5 separate regions of the Mus musculus genome follow, and regions 1, 3, 4 and 5 are each linked to region 2. A link is a contact called in public promoter capture Hi-C data. All regions are on one chromosome and are shown on one strand. Each heading gives the region's core, a stretch centred on a gene start, on an enhancer-like site or on the middle of the called end of the contact. The rest is flanking DNA. Distances are from core to core; before and after follow the strand shown. Region 1 holds the start of Hnrnpll (heterogeneous nuclear ribonucleoprotein L-like). Region 2 holds the start of Ndufaf7 (NADH:ubiquinone oxidoreductase complex assembly factor 7). Region 3 holds the start of Morn2 (MORN repeat containing 2). Region 4 holds the start of Sos1 (SOS Ras/Rac guanine nucleotide exchange factor 1). Region 5 holds the start of Gemin6 (gem nuclear organelle associated protein 6).

The links. Promoter capture Hi-C pulls out the DNA fragments that hold promoters and counts their contacts.
Region 1: a contact with region 2 is called in a promoter capture Hi-C map of neutrophils, with 4 times the contacts expected there. The contact joins the promoter of Hnrnpll here to the promoter of Ndufaf7 in region 2. A contact is called at or near these places in 7 of 39 promoter capture datasets (the 3T3-L1 cell line, cranial neural crest, frontonasal cranial neural crest and 4 more), 6 of 115 datasets of contacts at active chromatin or transcription factors (astrocytes, bone marrow-derived macrophages, embryonic forebrain and 3 more) and 3 of 9 other capture datasets (adipose tissue, embryonic stem cells and liver).
Region 3: a contact with region 2 is called in a promoter capture Hi-C map of pre-B cells, with 3 times the contacts expected there. The contact joins the promoter of Morn2 here to the promoter of Ndufaf7 in region 2. A contact is called at or near these places in 7 of 39 promoter capture datasets (the 3T3-L1 cell line, the C10 cell line, the SN4741 cell line and 3 more), 1 of 484 Hi-C or Micro-C datasets (CD4 T cells), 2 of 115 datasets of contacts at active chromatin or transcription factors (astrocytes and stem cell-derived neural progenitor cells) and 2 of 9 other capture datasets (adipose tissue and liver).
Region 4: a promoter capture Hi-C map of pre-B cells shows a contact between it and region 2, with 3 times the contacts expected there. The contact joins the promoter of Sos1 here to the promoter of Ndufaf7 in region 2. A contact is called at or near these places in 5 of 39 promoter capture datasets (3T3-L1-derived adipocytes, the C10 cell line, hippocampal neurons and 2 more) and 1 of 484 Hi-C or Micro-C datasets (B cells).
Region 5: a contact with region 2 is called in a promoter capture Hi-C map of pre-B cells, with 5 times the contacts expected there. The contact joins the promoter of Gemin6 here to the promoter of Ndufaf7 in region 2. A contact is called at or near these places in 8 of 39 promoter capture datasets (the 3T3-L1 cell line, the C10 cell line, the HPC-7 cell line and 4 more) and 1 of 115 datasets of contacts at active chromatin or transcription factors (embryonic forebrain).

What each region holds. Positions count from the first base shown.
Region 1 is chr17:80,060,806-80,064,159 of GRCm38.p6, reverse strand. Hnrnpll (heterogeneous nuclear ribonucleoprotein L-like) reads left to right here and starts at 1,892. Exons shown (of 13, transcript NM_144802.4): 1 at 1,892-2,503. The coding sequence starts at 2,168. 4933407O12Rik reads right to left here and starts at 1,938. Exons shown (of 2, transcript XM_006525248.3): 1 at 1,588-1,938; 2 at 698-1,487. The coding sequence starts at 1,920. The coding sequence ends at 1,362.
Region 2 is chr17:78,935,766-78,938,785 of GRCm38.p6, reverse strand. Ndufaf7 (NADH:ubiquinone oxidoreductase complex assembly factor 7) reads right to left here and starts at 1,651. Exons shown (of 10, transcript NM_028611.3): 1 at 1,585-1,651; 2 at 1,132-1,295; 3 at 165-245. The coding sequence starts at 1,621. Cebpz (CCAAT/enhancer binding protein zeta) reads left to right here and starts at 1,716. Exons shown (of 16, transcript NM_001024806.2): 1 at 1,716-1,911; 2 at 2,719-3,020. The coding sequence starts at 1,756.
Region 3 is chr17:80,288,786-80,291,715 of GRCm38.p6, reverse strand. Morn2 (MORN repeat containing 2) reads right to left here and starts at 1,504. Exons shown (of 5, transcript NM_194269.2): 1 at 1,379-1,504. Dhx57 (DEAH (Asp-Glu-Ala-Asp/His) box polypeptide 57) reads left to right here and starts at 1,240. Exons shown (of 24, transcript NM_001163759.1): 1 at 1,240-1,660.
Region 4 is chr17:80,478,546-80,481,919 of GRCm38.p6, reverse strand. Sos1 (SOS Ras/Rac guanine nucleotide exchange factor 1) reads left to right here and starts at 1,467. Exons shown (of 22, transcript NM_009231.2): 1 at 1,467-2,083. The coding sequence starts at 1,997.
Region 5 is chr17:80,223,196-80,226,610 of GRCm38.p6, reverse strand. It overlaps Gemin6 (gem nuclear organelle associated protein 6), which reads right to left and starts at 2,160. Exons shown (of 3, transcript NM_026053.4): 1 at 1,941-2,160; 2 at 847-990. The coding sequence starts at 971.

The DNA of each region.
Region 1 (3,354 bases), core at 643-3,142, 1.1 Mb before region 2:
GGCAGGCACATAGAGGATTTCTTAGGAGGGTGGAGACTTCCAGAGTCAGGATTGGTAGGATTTCAAGTCTTGATCTTAGGGAGTTCAGGGATTGGCTGGTTTTCCTGCTCAGTGATTGGTGCTTTTTCCCCCCACCCACTTTGTTTTAACTGATGCCACCATTTTGACAGGTGCGGCCATCTTGACAGTCCCTGCAGAACACTGCTCAGTGACATGGTGACTATGAAGGTGTCAGAAGGGAGAGCATCGGATCCCTAGGAAGAGCACCGGGAAGCTCCTATGCTTCCCTGAGGGCTGCACCGCCTCTGCTGAGCCACCTCTCCAGCCCTAAACCTACGCCTTTTAGATCTTAGCTTTTAAAACTTTTGTACCTGAACTTTCTTGCACAGAAACTTTTGCACTGTCAATTTGTATGGAGCATCTGACTCAGACAAAAACTTTTGGGCAAAACTGGTGCAGTGTTTTTCTGACTGCGGATGCAGTTGCTCTCGCTCAGGACGTTTCCTTATCTGTCCCCAGCTCTGCAATTCCTTCTTTGATATTTCTTCGGTACACGTCAGTCTTATCTTAATTTTAAAGACATATTTCTAATTTTCAGTTCTGCAAGCGGCCTCTCTCTCTCTCTCACACACAGTGGTACAGTTTGCAGAAACGCTTAGATTCCTTAGGATTCTAAAATGACAAGCGACGCAAAGTATAAAGGAGAAAGCAACATATGTTAAAAGAACGATCACACATCTTTCTGGGGGAAGAAATGCCTTTGGGGGAAAAAAAACAGGCTAGAGGAGGGAACAACCCACAACTGGGAAAGGAAGAGGTTCAAAACAAGTGCGCAGAACGAATCTTAGTTTTCCAAGGCTTAAAGTAACAGGGCACTTAGGGCGCGGTGGGTTTCTTGCTAGCTAGACACCATAATTTCAACCCAGTAAGTTGGTCACTGAAATCCATTCGGGGGTGGATTGGGTTGGGGTGAACTGTACTGGAACTAGATTATAAAAATGAACACAGTACCTGCCCTTAAGCACGTCCAGTTTTGTTTTGTTTTAAAACAACACCTTTAGTTATTCAAAGGCCTTTTGCAAATAGAAACAGCTAAAAACCTTAAAACAGTCTTTAGGCTTCACAGAGGAAGTGAGTTGTGGGCTGGAAACGAACAGGATTGTGAGAGTTTCCTATTTTGGAAAATGAAGACGATCATTCAGAACAGTGAGAATAGGGGTTTTAGAGGAAGGTTGAGAATATGTAACTGCAGCAGGGACTTGGATAGGTATGTCTGCAGCAATAGGTCCGGTTTGCAGGTCACCTATGCCCTGCGCAGACCTGTGTGCATCATCTCGCTGGCTCGCCACAGTCAGTAACAGCTAACGGTTGTTCTGTTTAGTTAGTGGCGCAGAGTCCACGCGCTTTCGGGGGCTGTGTGTGGTTAGGTGCGCGGAGATTCTCCAGGTTTCCCTCATCTTTTTAAAGATTCTCCAGGTCTCCCTCATCTTTTTAAAATGAAGAAGAAAAGCATTCAAATTAGCGGGAAGGCGGTTAACACCCACAGCCCCGACTCTGCCGAACGCATCGCCGGCTCCTCACATTCACCCGGTATCTCAGCGGCGGCCAGGGCCTAACAGCGCTAACCGCCACGGGGCTGCAACCGCTGCGGAACCGCGCGCAGCGGGCGTTGCACGGTCCCGACCGGAGCCCAGCGAGAGTCCAGGCTGGGATTCTGACGAGCAGTTCTTCCAGCCAATTGGAAGCCAGATCGACTTTCGCTCTTCCAATAGGAGGCGGAAGTTCGGCAAGGGGGCGGAAACTCTCGGGCCCTGGATCCCATCCCGCCCGGCGGCAGTCAAGGCGGGGTGGAGGCTCCGCCTGAGCGGCGGGGAGCGGATCAGGGAGGAGGGAAGACCGGAAGCCACGGCCCGGCCCCATCCTTACTTTCGCGTCCCCCCCGGGGCTGGGAGCCGCGAAGCTGGCGGAGGGAGAGGCTGGAGGCTGGCTGAGAGATAAAGGGAAGCGTCCCCTCAGCCCGCGCTCCCTTCTCAGTCACGGGCTCCTGGAGCGCGCCGCGGAGGACGCCGGGCCAGCTCAGACCCGCGCCGAGGAGGCGCAGCCCGCGGCGGGGACCGATCAGCGACATCTGAGGCCCGTCTCCCGCGCCGTCTCCACCGCCGCCGCCATGTCCTCCTCCTCCTCCTCCTCCCCCAAGGAGGAGACGTACGAGGAGGACCGGGAGTTCGAGAGCCAGGCCAAGCGCCTCAAGACCGAGGAGGGAGAGATCGTCTACTCGGCCGAGGAGAGCGAGAATCGCCAGGAAGCGACGCCTCAGGCGGGGAGCGATAGCGACAGCGGCGGCGGCGACGGAGGCGACGGAGACGGAGGCAGCGGCGGCGGCGGCGACGGCGAGGAAGGCGAAGGTGGAGAAGAAGGCGACGAAGGCGACGGCGATGAGGGAGGGAGCGGCGGCGACGAAGGTGGCAGCGGCGGTGGCCCTCGGAGCATGCCCCTGTCCACGGTAACAAAGCGCGGCGCCGCGCCGCGTCCCTCCAGCAGGGCCCGGCGGCGGGGGTTCGGCCTGGCCGCCTTTGCCGCTGCGTGCACGCCGAGCGCGTAGCTGGCGACTCGGACTGATTCTTTCCTTTATTGCCCACGATCCCCGAATCCCGAATGCCGGCTTTGGGTGGGCTTGGGGTGCCGGGCCTCCCGGAGTCCGGGCCCTGAACTTGGGGAGGGTAGCGGGGTGGGGGCGGCGGGGGCGGGCGGGTGTCGCTTCCGCTCCGGGAGGCTGCGCCGCGCGCCCTCGGCGGGATCCGCTCTTTGTTAGTTGAGCAACTCCGGCTCCGAGGCTGTGCTGGGGACCCGGCCTCCCCGACCCGCATCATCCTCACGCTGGGCAACCATAACGGGAAGGCTCTCGTGGCCTCGTCTCCGTGGGAACCGCGATGCAATGACAAATTGCGCCCTCGTGCTCTCCCCGTAGTTTAGCCCTCGCTAGTTTAATATCTTTCTATAGAAAAGGCTTTGTGGGCATGGGGTTCATTCAGGCCAGGCAATGGCCAAGATAAGTTTTCTTGTTACAGAAATGAGTGGGCCGGTGATCTAAGTGTGTGTGTGTGTGTCTGTCCCTGCTGTCAAATAAAAGGCGTTCAGATGACGAGAGTTCTTCATTCATAATGTACTTCAAGTTTGTCCCCCACAGAAGGAAATGAATGCAGAGCTGTGGGAATTCAGTCACACATTCCTCGAGTCCTCCTTTATCAGAAACGTTTAGCTGGAGGCTGGAGGAATGTGGACAGCGCAACCCACAACTTCAGTTCCATGGAGACTTTAAGGAAACAAACCAATCCGAACGGTTTTGACTCTTTT
Region 2 (3,020 bases), core at 402-2,901:
CTTCTTTTTCTATAGTGAAATCTGAGTTTTTCAAGTGTTCTAAGTTTTAAATATTTGATGACTCACACACACACACACCATAAAACACTATTACACATGAGCATCGCTTGCTCTGCCCTCAGTATCTATAACATTTCTTTTAAGGTCTACATGTTGGTTATTACCTCCCCGAAGATTTGGCTTATTTCAGGTGAAGTAATAAAGTCTCCTTTTTCTCCTAGCATATCCTGATGCACATAATATCCCTGAGTAAAAGAGGAGAAATGGAAAAGATTAATTTTCAAATAAAGCTTTCAAAAGTGCTCCACCAAAATTTTATGGAATGCTTACAGTGAAGTAAGTATTTACCAAGAAAGTTCTCTCTTCTGAAGTAACCAAGATAAGGACAGAGTCTTTACCTAAATTTTACATAGTAGTAGTCATTTTGCAAAACTCACCAAACAGCAATTACTCAAGTAGAAGGGCTGCAGACAAGATCATCTCTCTACTCCTTGCCCTCTCCCACTCTTCCATACCAATGCAAAGTCTCACTTTCTTCTCATTTTAGTTCTCCCTGGCATCCATTCAGTCTATTCAAACAGTGTCTTCACTGACTTCTCTCTCCAAAGACTCCCAACCCAAAACTAAATCCAGTGCTTTTTTTTTTTTTTAAATAAGACAACAATTACGTTTCTTACAAGGCTTAATTATCTGGGGAGAAGACTTTGTCTTAACTTCATATCCCAAGTTTTACCATAATGCTTAACCTTCAAGAAAGACTCAAAGCTTTCTTTTAGCCAGGCAGGTGAAGACCACCTAGAATCCCAGCACTCAGGAGGGTAAATAAGAAGATGCTGCAAGTTCAAGGTCAACCTCATACATACAGCGTTTCCCTTATACAAACAGCAGAAATCCACAACCCCGGTTAGAAAATCAGCATTCCTTTAACTCAGGAAAATTAAATTACATTCTGTCACCTAAACTCCGCAGGAATTTGTCATGACCTCTTTTTTGGCACTGCCCTTTAACGCAAATGACAGATAAGACTATATTCCAAGGACTTCGGCGGTGGCTCAACACCTGATGGCTCTAGAGGCCTTCGGGCTCCTCTGTGTACACACACTGGGTGGTTCACGCTCCCCCTACGTTTACCTTGGCTGGGTTAGTCAAAACCTCCTTCATGTACTCGGCCACAGTGATGGGACCTGTAGACTTTATTTTGTACATAAGATGCCGCAGCATCGGTGTCACCTGGTTGCTTTCTGCCGGCTCATTCCCGGAGCTGTAGCATTTCCCTCTCCAAATACAGGGAAGGCCTGAAAAGCACGATTAAGCACCGCCCGCATTAGATATCTCCATTTCATTTACACGCGCAGCAAGCAGCCTAAAGCTTGTAAGGATGCCTCGTTCATCACTAACTTCGCCCCAACGTCAGGACCCGATGGAGGCAAGGCATGCACCGAACCCATGACTACAAGCCCCTCCACACAGCTAAGCCTCTCTGTGGACCAGCTTCCTGCTCCAGCCCCAGGTGAGCAACGGAGGGACCAAGGAGCCGCGCCATACGGTTTCCATGGAAACAGGATCCTGCAAGGGGACTCTCACCCGCGCGGGCCACGCAGCGTCTCACCAAAGCATTCATTCCTACACCCCGAGGCCAGGCTCCGCCCCGGAGGCGGGGTTTAAACGGTATTTCCTGAATCGCCCTCGCAATAGGAAGTGCGTCACCGTAAAGCGGAAGTAAGCTCCGGGCTGCACTCGCGTGTCCAGCCCGCCATGTCGGCCGACCAGGAACCTGTGGCGTTCCTTGCCAAGCAGCCCTGGCGTCCCAAACAGGTGACAGAAGATCCGGATGAGGAAGACGAGGAGGATGGCGATGAGGGCAAGAATGGCTTCTCCCTGGAGGAGGTGTTACGCCTCGGAGGCACAAAGGTAAGGGCCGCAGGCTCTGGGGAAGGGGATGCTCACGGCTGCCGGGAAGGTGGGACCCGCAGCCCAGCCTCCGACCTGCTCTGAGAGCTTCCCACGCATTTACTGTTACCGCGCTTCAGTGGGAAAAAAAACAGTTCGGCTTGCATGTTTTCTCCTGGGTTTATGCCTCGTTAAAATGTAGGCGATCGGATTCTAACCACGTGGGCAAATGTTTTGAACACGACCGTATGTGTAATCTACATCTGCTAGGTTAAAAGGTTGGATTGAAGTCGCTAAAAGAACCTGCCAGTTTACATTAGCCTTTTATGAAAGTGCCTCTTCCTCCCTACACTACCTCATAAAGTACTTTCTATTATTGGAAGGAGTGTTGTATGTTTGTTGGTACACTCGTGTGGAAGTCAGAGGACAACTTTGGAATCGATTCTCTCTTTTATGTGACTTCCGAGGATCGGACCTAAATCACCAGGCTCCTTGGCATAGACTTGACCCACTGAGCCATCCCCTGCCCACTCAGATAAACCTTTAACCTTGCTCACCTGATGCATTACGAGTGCCTAGATCATTGCGATTTTCACTGGATTTTGTGACTGTCAGCTTGAGAATCTTTTCATATCTTGAAGAAGGTTCTTCAAAAGCCTTTTCCCTATTGTGTACCTATCTTTGGCACATTTTCCTGTTGGATATCTGTGAGTTTGCCAGATAATAGTGTAATAATTCATATGTGATGGTTTTTAAAAATGAAGTTCTTACTGAATTTCTGGGTTTGTAATACGGCCTTTTTTTTTTTTTTTTAATGTGTTTCTACAGCAAGATTACCTTATGCTGGCTACTTTGGATGAAAATGAGGAAGTGGTGGATGGGGGCAAAAAGGGAACCATTGACGACCTTCAACAAGGTGAACTGGAGTCATTTATTCAGAATCTGAATTTGGCCAAATACTCAAAGTCTTTGATTGAAGAAGATGAACCAGAGAAAAAGGAAAACACCAGCAAAAAAGAAGCAAAACTACTGAAGGTGGAGAATAAAAAACAAAAAGCAACAGAAGGAAAAAAGACATCGGAAAAGAAGGTGAAAAATAAGACTGTACCAGAACAGCGTCCTGAGAGCTG
Region 3 (2,930 bases), core at 255-2,754, 1.4 Mb before region 2:
CTTATCTAGGGAATGAATGGCTCTTGAGACAGAATCATTAAACGCCTACTAAGCAGGACACTACTAAACACAACTGATCATACAGGAAATGAAGCAGTCCTCAACCGCTCTTCAGATTTCCACGTTTGATGAGCATAGTCTTGTACGGCTTTATCTCGGGGAAATGTTTCCCCTTTTTGGTTTTCAGGGTTTTTTTTTTTTTGGTTTTGTTTGTTTGTTTGTTGTTTCGTGAGAGTGTAATACTTTGAACACTACTGAAAGGAATTCCTATCTAAAAGAGTGCACTTCTTTTACAGAGCTATGTCACACCAGCATTTGGCCCTCTGCTGAAAAAAGTAAAAAGAAGTCTCAAATGCCTTTTTCGCCCTCTAGTGTTACAAATGTGGGGGCAGCACTGTATCATGTGAGTGTAAAATATCTCCTACCTGCTGCATGATATGAATTGGTAGCTTTATCAAAGATGGTTCCAATATTACTCAGGATGTCTTCTTTACAGATGATTTAAAAGCTAATTATATGTCTATAATATACATACATATATATAATATACATATAATTATATATGTACAATACACACACATGTATGTATATGTGTATACTTATATACATATATATATTGTGCTGGTACCCTAATGGTCACAGACCTGTGCTGTTTCTAGTTGTTTGGTGGTGTTTTTCTGTTTGTTTGTTTTTAAGGCGAGGCTAGACGTCTACAATTTTGTTCAGATGACTACAGGACCTGAAAAAGCTGTTGTTATTACTGATGCATAACATACTATTATTGCTCTTTATACATATACATAGATATATATACATATATAAAAATATATACACATATATAAATATATACACATATAAACATATACCTATATTTAAAATAATATTAATATATTATATGTTAATATATATTATATAATATATTAAATATGTATATATATTAAACACACGTTTAATTTTTGAAAACTGTACTTGTGTTTTCAACCATGTTGAGTTGTCATTGTACCAAAATCAGCAGCCATATTAGTCTAGAAACATCAAGCTAATTTCTTTTCCATTTGTACAGGCTTACTTCACTGTATTACATAGGTAAAACCTTATCTGTGTGAGTTCGATTACAGAAACTAATATTCTCTAAATAAGGGGGTGACGTTTCCACATTCAAATTTCTGGATTATGTGAGTTAGCAGGAACCTCTGCCATTGATCTGGCACCGTAAAGGAAACAAATCCGGAGTGATAGGCACAGCGAACCCACAGACTCGGGGGCCCACGCTGTATCTCCGGATCCCCCGACGCCGGGCTGTCGGTGCCCCTCCACCCCAGAGTGGATGCTGCGGCTGGCTCCGGGTCCATCAGCTCCCGAGAGGAAGCGCACTCACTTGATGGAGACGTGAAGGACAGGCTTTCGCGACTCTGCGATTCCCCTAGGCTCGCCAGCTCGGCAGGCTGGAGGGAGCTGGGCTCTAGGACAGAGCGGGCCTCGGTTGCTGGGGCGACCGGGCGACCTCTCACCCGGAAGCAAAAGTGCAAGAAGCCAATCAGAAGACACCTGGGCGGGGCGGCTGCTGCGGGTGAGGTCCAAGAGGGAAGCTGAACCCAGCCCGGACCCCGACCCTGGGTGCCGCCTCCTGAGCTCCGCAGCCAGCAACGCTACGAGCCAGGTACGGCCTGACGTGGCATGTGCGGGGCCGCGCGGGTTCGGGGTTGCCAGGCCCGCCTGCCGCCTCCCCTCTCTAGTGATCACATCCGAGGACCATGCAGCCCCTATGGTCCTGCCTGTCAGCCCAGGGGCAGTGAACCTGGACCTGCAGAATCCTGGGGAACCCCGGGATCTGCAGTCGAGGTCGTCCACACCCACGGCTCCGAGCAAGGTTGAAAAGGAGGGGCGCCAGCCCCATTTCCTGTCTGTGGCTCGGTGGCGACCCGAGGGGCTGTTTGGGGAAAGGGTTGGAGAAGATGGATGTTGAAGAAAGGAACCTTGCATGACTAGGTATCTGAATGGAGCTGGGGGAATGTATAGTGGTCAGAGGTTTGCCTGGGAGGCAAGCGGTGTGGGTTCAGTTTTCATCACCTCAGCTTGACGATGCTGTACGTGGGAGCCAAACTTGGGTGTGAAACAAAGGATCCTTTTAGAGCCAAACTTGGATCCAGTGTCTATGGTAAAGAAAGATGAAATCTTAGCAGGCTACATAGATAGTGGGATTCCTCCCTGCGGACTAGATAACCTAATTTGTATTCTACAGAAAACGTCTGGGGAATGTGATATCGGATGCCGCTATAATCGGTAAATCTTGGTTCAGATTTTTGCGTGAAAATTACAGCTCAAGTTGAAAATGTAACCTTTTCTGGGTTGGTGTGAGGCAACTTGTTTTAAGTCAGTACAGAATCTTCTTGCCTTTTTTTTTTCCTCAGCCATTTCTCAATGTATGAATTGACCCCAGCTGGGTGGTTTGGGTGGTAAGATGTTTGATGTTTTCCTTTCTTCCTACGTAAAAAAAACAAAAAGACAAAAACCCGATATGCAGCTGGGCGTGGTAGTGCACGCCTTTGGAAACAGAGGCAGATGGATCTCTGTAAGTTTGAAGCCAACCTGGTCTACAAAGCGAGTTCCAGGGCAGCCAGTGCTATTTACACAGAGAAACCCTGTCTGGAAAGACATAAAGGTGGGGGGAGGGGGGTGGGAGAATGCGATTATTGAAAATTCAGTTTGTGCCATTCCTTCAGTCACATGTTAATCATTTCATGTCATTATGGTTTTGTGAGTGTATGTATATACTGCTGTCCTTTGGAGAGCTCGTGGTTGGGGCTCAGGATGTCTTGCCTAGTGGGGATCTAGGGTTAGAGAGTAGTTAAAATAATTGAGGGGTGTTGTTTGTTAGTTTGTTTTTGTTTTCTAAGACAGTTTCTCTGTGTAGCCCTGGCTGGCTTGGA
Region 4 (3,374 bases), core at 218-2,717, 1.5 Mb before region 2:
TCTCTCCTGAGGGCTGGGATTAGCGGCTGCATCACTTCTCGCAGCTTGAAATGTGTTTTAATAACGAGAAGCCAAGGAATAGTTTTCTATAATAGTTGATTTGGTTCAGTCACTTAAGACCACACAAACCAGTTGTTGAAAATAACTGATATATCAGTTGTTCTCTGAAATTCCTTTTCTAAGTCCTTCCTAAGCTATAATTCCTCTGCCTTTCTCTTTAAAAAATTATATTTATCTTGTGTGTGGTGCACCTGCCATTGGCCATGTGTAGAGATCAGACGAACTTCTGGGAGTCAGTTTTTCTGCTCCCAGCGTTTGGGTATCTAAGACAGAACTTGGGTTCCCAGTCTTGGCTGCACCTGCTCTTTCCTGGCTGAGCCCTCCCACCAGCAGGTCTGCTGTTGTCTTACTACTCTGATGGTTAATGGATGGACTTCAAACTATTACTGAACACGTTCAAAATGAGGGGGACTTCTTTTTTTTTAAGATGCAAATCTGTACATGTATTATAAAAGGAAAGGCTTGTAGATTTCATTCAGATCCTAAGAGGTAGTCTAAAAGATGGTGGTTTCAAACATTTTTCATCTGTGAGATCTTGTTTATTGTACTACAAAACAGCATGGTTCTTCCAACTGTCTTCTCATCTATGAAATGAAAACTGAAAACTAAGACGTTTTACTAAGAAAGCGTTCAATGATAGAGCACATGTGCCACAGCGTTGCACAGTGCCACTACAGGAAGCAAGTCCATCCTTAGGATGGACGGACAATTCATAGATACTGCTTTTATAGCATTCTGTGATTTTCATATCTCTATCCTGGGTCCTGTACCAAGGCGAGGTGAGGGCTGGGGGGAAATCCCTCCCTTCCAGAAGCTAATTATCCAGTTGAAGCTATGAAAGATCCCAAGCAGGATGGACTAAATCCATAAATAAAAGCTTGTGGGTTTGAATAGACACATGATCAATAAATACTACACGTATGCGTTACGTCCTCATGGCATGGAAAGGCAGATGGAAACAGGCAATCTCTCCTCCCACTAGACAAACACTGAGCAGTCGGGCCTTTTGTTTTTTTTTTTTTTTTGTTTTGTTTTGTTTTGTTTTTGTGAGAGGGATCTATCTTTTGTGCAATCTGTTTAGTATACAGTGCATGCTCGGGGCACTCCTTATCTTCGTGCTGGGAACAAAGTACACACACCCCTTTTCTGAAACACAGGGCCTAGGATCTCCTAGAGCTGGATGGGCTCCCGGGCTGTGGGACCACACAAAAGGGGCGCTTCGCCTGCTCGCAGGCCCCCACACCCAGGTTCTCGGGTCGCGGGTTCGCCTTCAGGGTCCTTCAGCCCCGCCTCTGCGAGTGCCCTCCCCAGCCTCTGGCGCGCACCCCTCCTCATCCGCGGGCAGCCGGAAAACCCGGAGCGAACCGGCCCGGGCCAGCGGCGCATGCTCAGTTGCGAGCAGGTTCAGTTTGCTAGTAGGAAGCTCCGGCGCTACACCGGCGGCGGCAGCGGCAGCGGTAGCAGCAGCGGCGGCGACGGCCAAGCGGCCGGATTCCCCGGCAGCGACCTCGGGCCCTCCCCGTTCCCCACCGACCCCTGCTCCCGCTTCGTCCCGTTCTGGGCCTCTCGCTTGAGTTCCCCGCTGGCGAGCGGGCGCCACCGGCCGGAGCGTCCATCCACGCGCCGTCTCTCGGCGGGCCAGGCCGTGCCGGGGAGCGCAGCCCCGGCGGAGGGCGGCCCGGGGCGGAGCGGGGGGCCTGCCCCGGGGCGGTGGTGCGGGATGCCGCCGCCGCCGCCGCCGGGTTGCGTTGGCTCTCGGCGAGCGGCGCGCGTGTCGGGTGGGTGTCCGGCCGCGGGCCTCGCCCCCCAGACTCCTCGCCAGCGCTAGCCGGGCCGCGCGGCGCCCCGAGGGGGCCGGGCCGTGCACGGGCTGTGGCCCTTCTCCGCGCCGCGAGCCGCCGCCCCTCCGCCCGCCCCGAGGCGCCCCGCGGGCACCATGCAGGCGCAGCAGCTGCCTTACGAGTTTTTCAGCGAGGAGAACGCGCCCAAGTGGCGGGGGCTGCTGGTGCCTGCGCTGAAAAAGGTAGGGGCGCGGAACCCGCTTCCCGGCCGCAGTCCGCGCGGGGCTGGGCGAGGGTGGGGAGGCGGGGCGCCACTGTCGTCTTTCTTCCCGGTCTCGGATCTCGGGGAGGTCTGCTCGGGCTGCGAGGTTCCCCGCGTCCGCTGCTCCAGCTGTTGACACTCGCCCGGGGTGCGTGGGAAGGCCGCACACAGTCGGGGAGGGTTGGTCTGGATCATCCAAGCGCGGAGGCGGGGGTTGGAGGAGCCTCGGTTTTCCGTGGAGGTCAACGAAGGCCATTGCCTACCTTCTCGATCTTCCGAACTGCGGTCAACCTCTCGTTTTAGGAGTCCGGTACTCTCACTGGCTCGAAAGTGCCTTGGCCACAGTGCTTGCCTAAGTAATTGCGAGGTTGCCTGCCAGCAAGAACATGGCCTGCTCGGCTGTGCTCGTCCTCAGTCATAACTCCCCGTTTTCTTGACCCCCTCCCCCATTACAGCGGTGATGCACATGCCACTGTATTCAGATTGGTTCTTTTGAAGTGTCTGAGAATCTTTGAACGTCATTTGGTTTGGTGTTTTGCATCTTTTTATTTGGAAATGTTGCTACATTTTAAAAGCTTCTAAAGCAACTGTCTGTCCTTTGGTTAGGCATTTTGGATTTTTGTTTGCCAGTGGTTAAAGTTATTCGTGAATGTTGCTACATTTTAACAGCTTCTACAGCAACACTTAGTGACATAGTAAATACTGTACTAAGACATCTGAAACAGGTGTGCTTGAATGGATTTTAAAACAACCAGATTGGTTTTTGTTTTCATTTGCCTTACCTGTAGAAATTGTTTTACAATTTAATCTCCCATTTCTTGTTGCTCAGATGATTTTCGTGCTATCTTTGCTAAAATGCAGTTTTGTTACTACTGAGTACCTGGCGTTTACTGTGCCATTATGCAGAGCCTTTCTATTTTACCAGAAAGTCTTGAAAGGTATTTCATACTCCCAGAGGCCAGTACCTTTCAGTTTCTCGTCTGCCCTGTTCTCCCCTTCCCCTCTTGGTATGTTATGTGGAAACTGTTGGCTTTGTTGGAAGACTTTGCTTTTATCTTTCAGACTTAGGTTCCTGCGCTTTATCCTCAAGTGTCTCCCTACTTACAAACCTCTGTATGTTTTCTAAGAAAATCAAAGAGACCACCTTGTTGTGCATCCTTAATGACTCCATGAGACTTCAGTCCATTTCTACATTGGCTTTACCTGCACAATTGCCTGCTTAGCTTGGAGAATTGGAGAAGAATGCCTCATGATGCTAGAAGTTTGGTATT
Region 5 (3,415 bases), core at 911-3,410, 1.3 Mb before region 2:
TCCAGAGGTCCTGAGTTCCATTCCCAGCAACCACATGGTGATTCACAGCCATATGTAATGGGATCCAATGCTCCCTTCTGGTGTGTCTGAAGAGAACAAAAGTGTACTCATATAAATACATAATTAAAACTTAAAAAAAAAATACTTAGTAGCCGGGTGTGGTGGCCCACGCCCTTAATCCCAGCACTTGGGAGGCAGAGGCAGGCGAATTTCTGAGTTCCAGGACAGCCAGGACTACACAGAAACCCTGTCTCAAAAAACAAACAAACAAACAAACAAACAAACTACTTAGTACTTCAATAAATATAAAATTTTCCAATAAACAGCATGGGCATTTTTCCCCTTGACATCTATGTACCTTCAGTCCTTTTTTTTTTTTTTTTTTTACCTTTTGAGACAAGTCCTGACAATTGGATATGGTGGAGATAAGAGGATCAGGGATTCGTGTTTATCCTCAGCTACATAATGAATTTGAGGCCAGTCTGAGTTATATGAGACTTATTTTAAAAAAATAAATAAAGTTGGGTGTGGTGTCCTAGCATTCAGAAGTAGAAGTAGATGAATCAGAAGTTTAATATCATCTTCAACTATATAGCCAAATAAGGCCAACCTTGGCTACAGGAGACCCTCTGGAAGGAGAATTAGAAGAGGGGAGAATTTCTCTTTTCTATTCCTATAACTATGTTTAGTTTGCTACAGCATCCCATAGTTAAAACAGCAGCAGTTAGGCTCAAAAGCAATTATTATGTGTGAATGACCAGTCTTTGATTGATCTGCCTTCTCAGCTTGGATATCCGGGGCCAGTACATAGGATTGTCATTTCACAAAATTAAGTTGCATACTCACTTGGCAGAGACTGGATCTGTGGTTAGAAGCCATCCTTTATACTCCTTCTCACAGGCTATCACTCTCACTTCTTTATAAACGTAATCTTCCCATTCTAAGGGGCTTTTCTTCATCCATTCGCTCATGGTTACCAGTTGCCCAGATCTAGAACCATTATCAATTTGGGTTAATCACTATGGATATTCCACACAAGCAAATGTCTTTTTTTAAAAATATTTTTAAAGATTCATTTATTTATTATATGTAAGTACACTGTAGCTGTCTTCAGACAATCCAGAAGAGGGAGTCAGATCTTTTTACGGATGGTTGTGAGCCACCATGTGGTTGCTGGGATTTGAACTCTGAACCTTTGGAATAGCAGTCAGTGCTCTTACCCACTGAGCCATCTCACCAGCCCAAGCAAATGTCTTAATGATCGCCATTCTGTAGGCAGTCTGTAATTTGCCTGAAAATAACGAGTTTCTTAATGCAAGTAAGCACTGATACATAGAGCCAGTCTTAACTCACACCTACAGTCCCTACCTACTAGTAGTGCTGAGACCAGCCTGGTAACATAGTGTGCCGTCTCAGATCTCAGAAGAACAAGCAAAACGCCCATCTGGGGTATAAGAAACTGATACTATCTTTGGAGAATTCTTGAGAATGTTTTGTTTAGTATATCTGGGAAGGGGTATTTATAATTCAGACTGATGGTAATAGTGAATGGCCACAGGTACAATTCTTAAAACTCCTGTGGCATGTCTAGTCCCACCCTCTGCTCCCAATTCCGGATACCGCTTTCAACCTGGCTTTGAACCTGGCCCGTAGATAACTCAAACTCTTCGGGGCTGGAGAGATGGCTCAGCGGTTAAGAGCACCGACTGGGAGGTCAATTCCCAGCAACCACATGGTAGCTCAAAACCATCGGTAATGGAATCCGATGTCCTCTTCTGGTGTGTCTGAAGAAAGCAGTGGTGTGCTCATATACAATAAAGAAATCTTTTTTAGAAAAAAGAAGAAGCAGCCACTTCCGTTCCGCTTTCCTTAGATAAAAGGATTTCGCCCTAAACCCCTGACAGACATAACTGATGCGGAGTTCTCGGATTCCCACCTACTCTTTCTAGATGACTCTCCACGGGCTTTGCGCCAATTTTCTCGTAAAGCGCTGAGGACCCGTTAGCGAAGCTCTAGAGCTCCAACACCAGGTCCTGTCCAGAGGCCGCCATACCCAGAACTCTGCACGACTCAGGGAAACGCCGCAGAGACCCTGGCTATATTTCTACTTAGCTCACACGCCGCCGAGCGGGCTTGAGTCGGCCCGCCTGAGCCCAGCATGCTTTGCTCCTGACGTCATTTCCTTCCCCCAGAATCCTCCATCCTGTAGTCCTTTGCCTCCGTTCTTGCACTGCAGGTTGTGTCCAAGGGAACTTGAGTTCTCCTGGCCACCGTGAACGTCTCAAGAAATCTTTGTAAGAGGAAAATGTTCGTACCTCAAAGCTTTTTAAGTGGGGTATGAAAATGCGATTTTGCCCTGAATTCAACACAAAGCTCTCTGGGTAAACCTTAAGGCTCTAAAAGCCGAGGTGAATGGCATGAATTCTGGTCTAGCTCGTTTTGGAGCCGGTTAAAATGCGTGCACCTTTGGGGACGTGTTCTCAGTAAATCTCAAGAACAGTGGTGAAGTTGGGAAGATCAGCACTGGATTTTTTTTTTTTTTTTTTTTTCGAGACAGGGTTTCTCTGTGTAGCCCTAGCTGTCCTGGAACTCACTCTGTAGACTTCGCCTGCCTCTGCCTCCCAAGCAGCACTGGATTATGTTGTTTCTGCTTCAGATTTCTGGGCACGTAGCTGACTGGGCTCTGACATACTGCAGAATCTTCGAGACTGTGATACTGAAAAGTGGTGCAAGGCAGTAAATGCTAAGATTCTGCCTATACTGAAAAGAGAAAAAAACAACCCTCTCCCCCGCCAAGACAACAACTACAACAAAAAAACCCACCAAGGGCGATGAACAAAAACTGAGCTATAAAATTGTCAAGCCAGAGGTGGGCGTGGTGGCGCACGCCTTTAATCCCAGCACTCGGGAGGCAGAGGCAGGCGAATTTCTGAGTTCGAGGCCAGCCTGGTCTATAAAGTGAGTTCCAGGACAGCCTGAGCTACACAGAGAAACCCTGTCTCAAAAAAAAAAAAAAAAAAAAAAAAAAGATTGTCAAGCCAAGCAGCAGAAACATTAAATATGAATCGGTTTTTTAAAATTACTACTTGAAATTCCATATCAAATAATCCTTCCCAAAACCTTCATTTATTGAATGATTGACTTCATATTAATGAGATTTCATGGATTAAGTTAGAGTTTATCAGTTAAAACCCTCTATAAAGCTACAAGAGCTAATGTAAATTCCAAGTTATTAAGAGTGTGGGAGAAAATGTTTGACCTTTAAAACTACAGAATAAAAATCTACAACTGATTTGTGACAACTGTTCAGTTGCATTTTAAGTTTCATTCTTTACTGCAAACCTGTTTGGCTTATGTTTTCTTCCCCTTTTGAAACAAGGACATGTCCCTACTCTGTCCAAATTATCAGAAATTT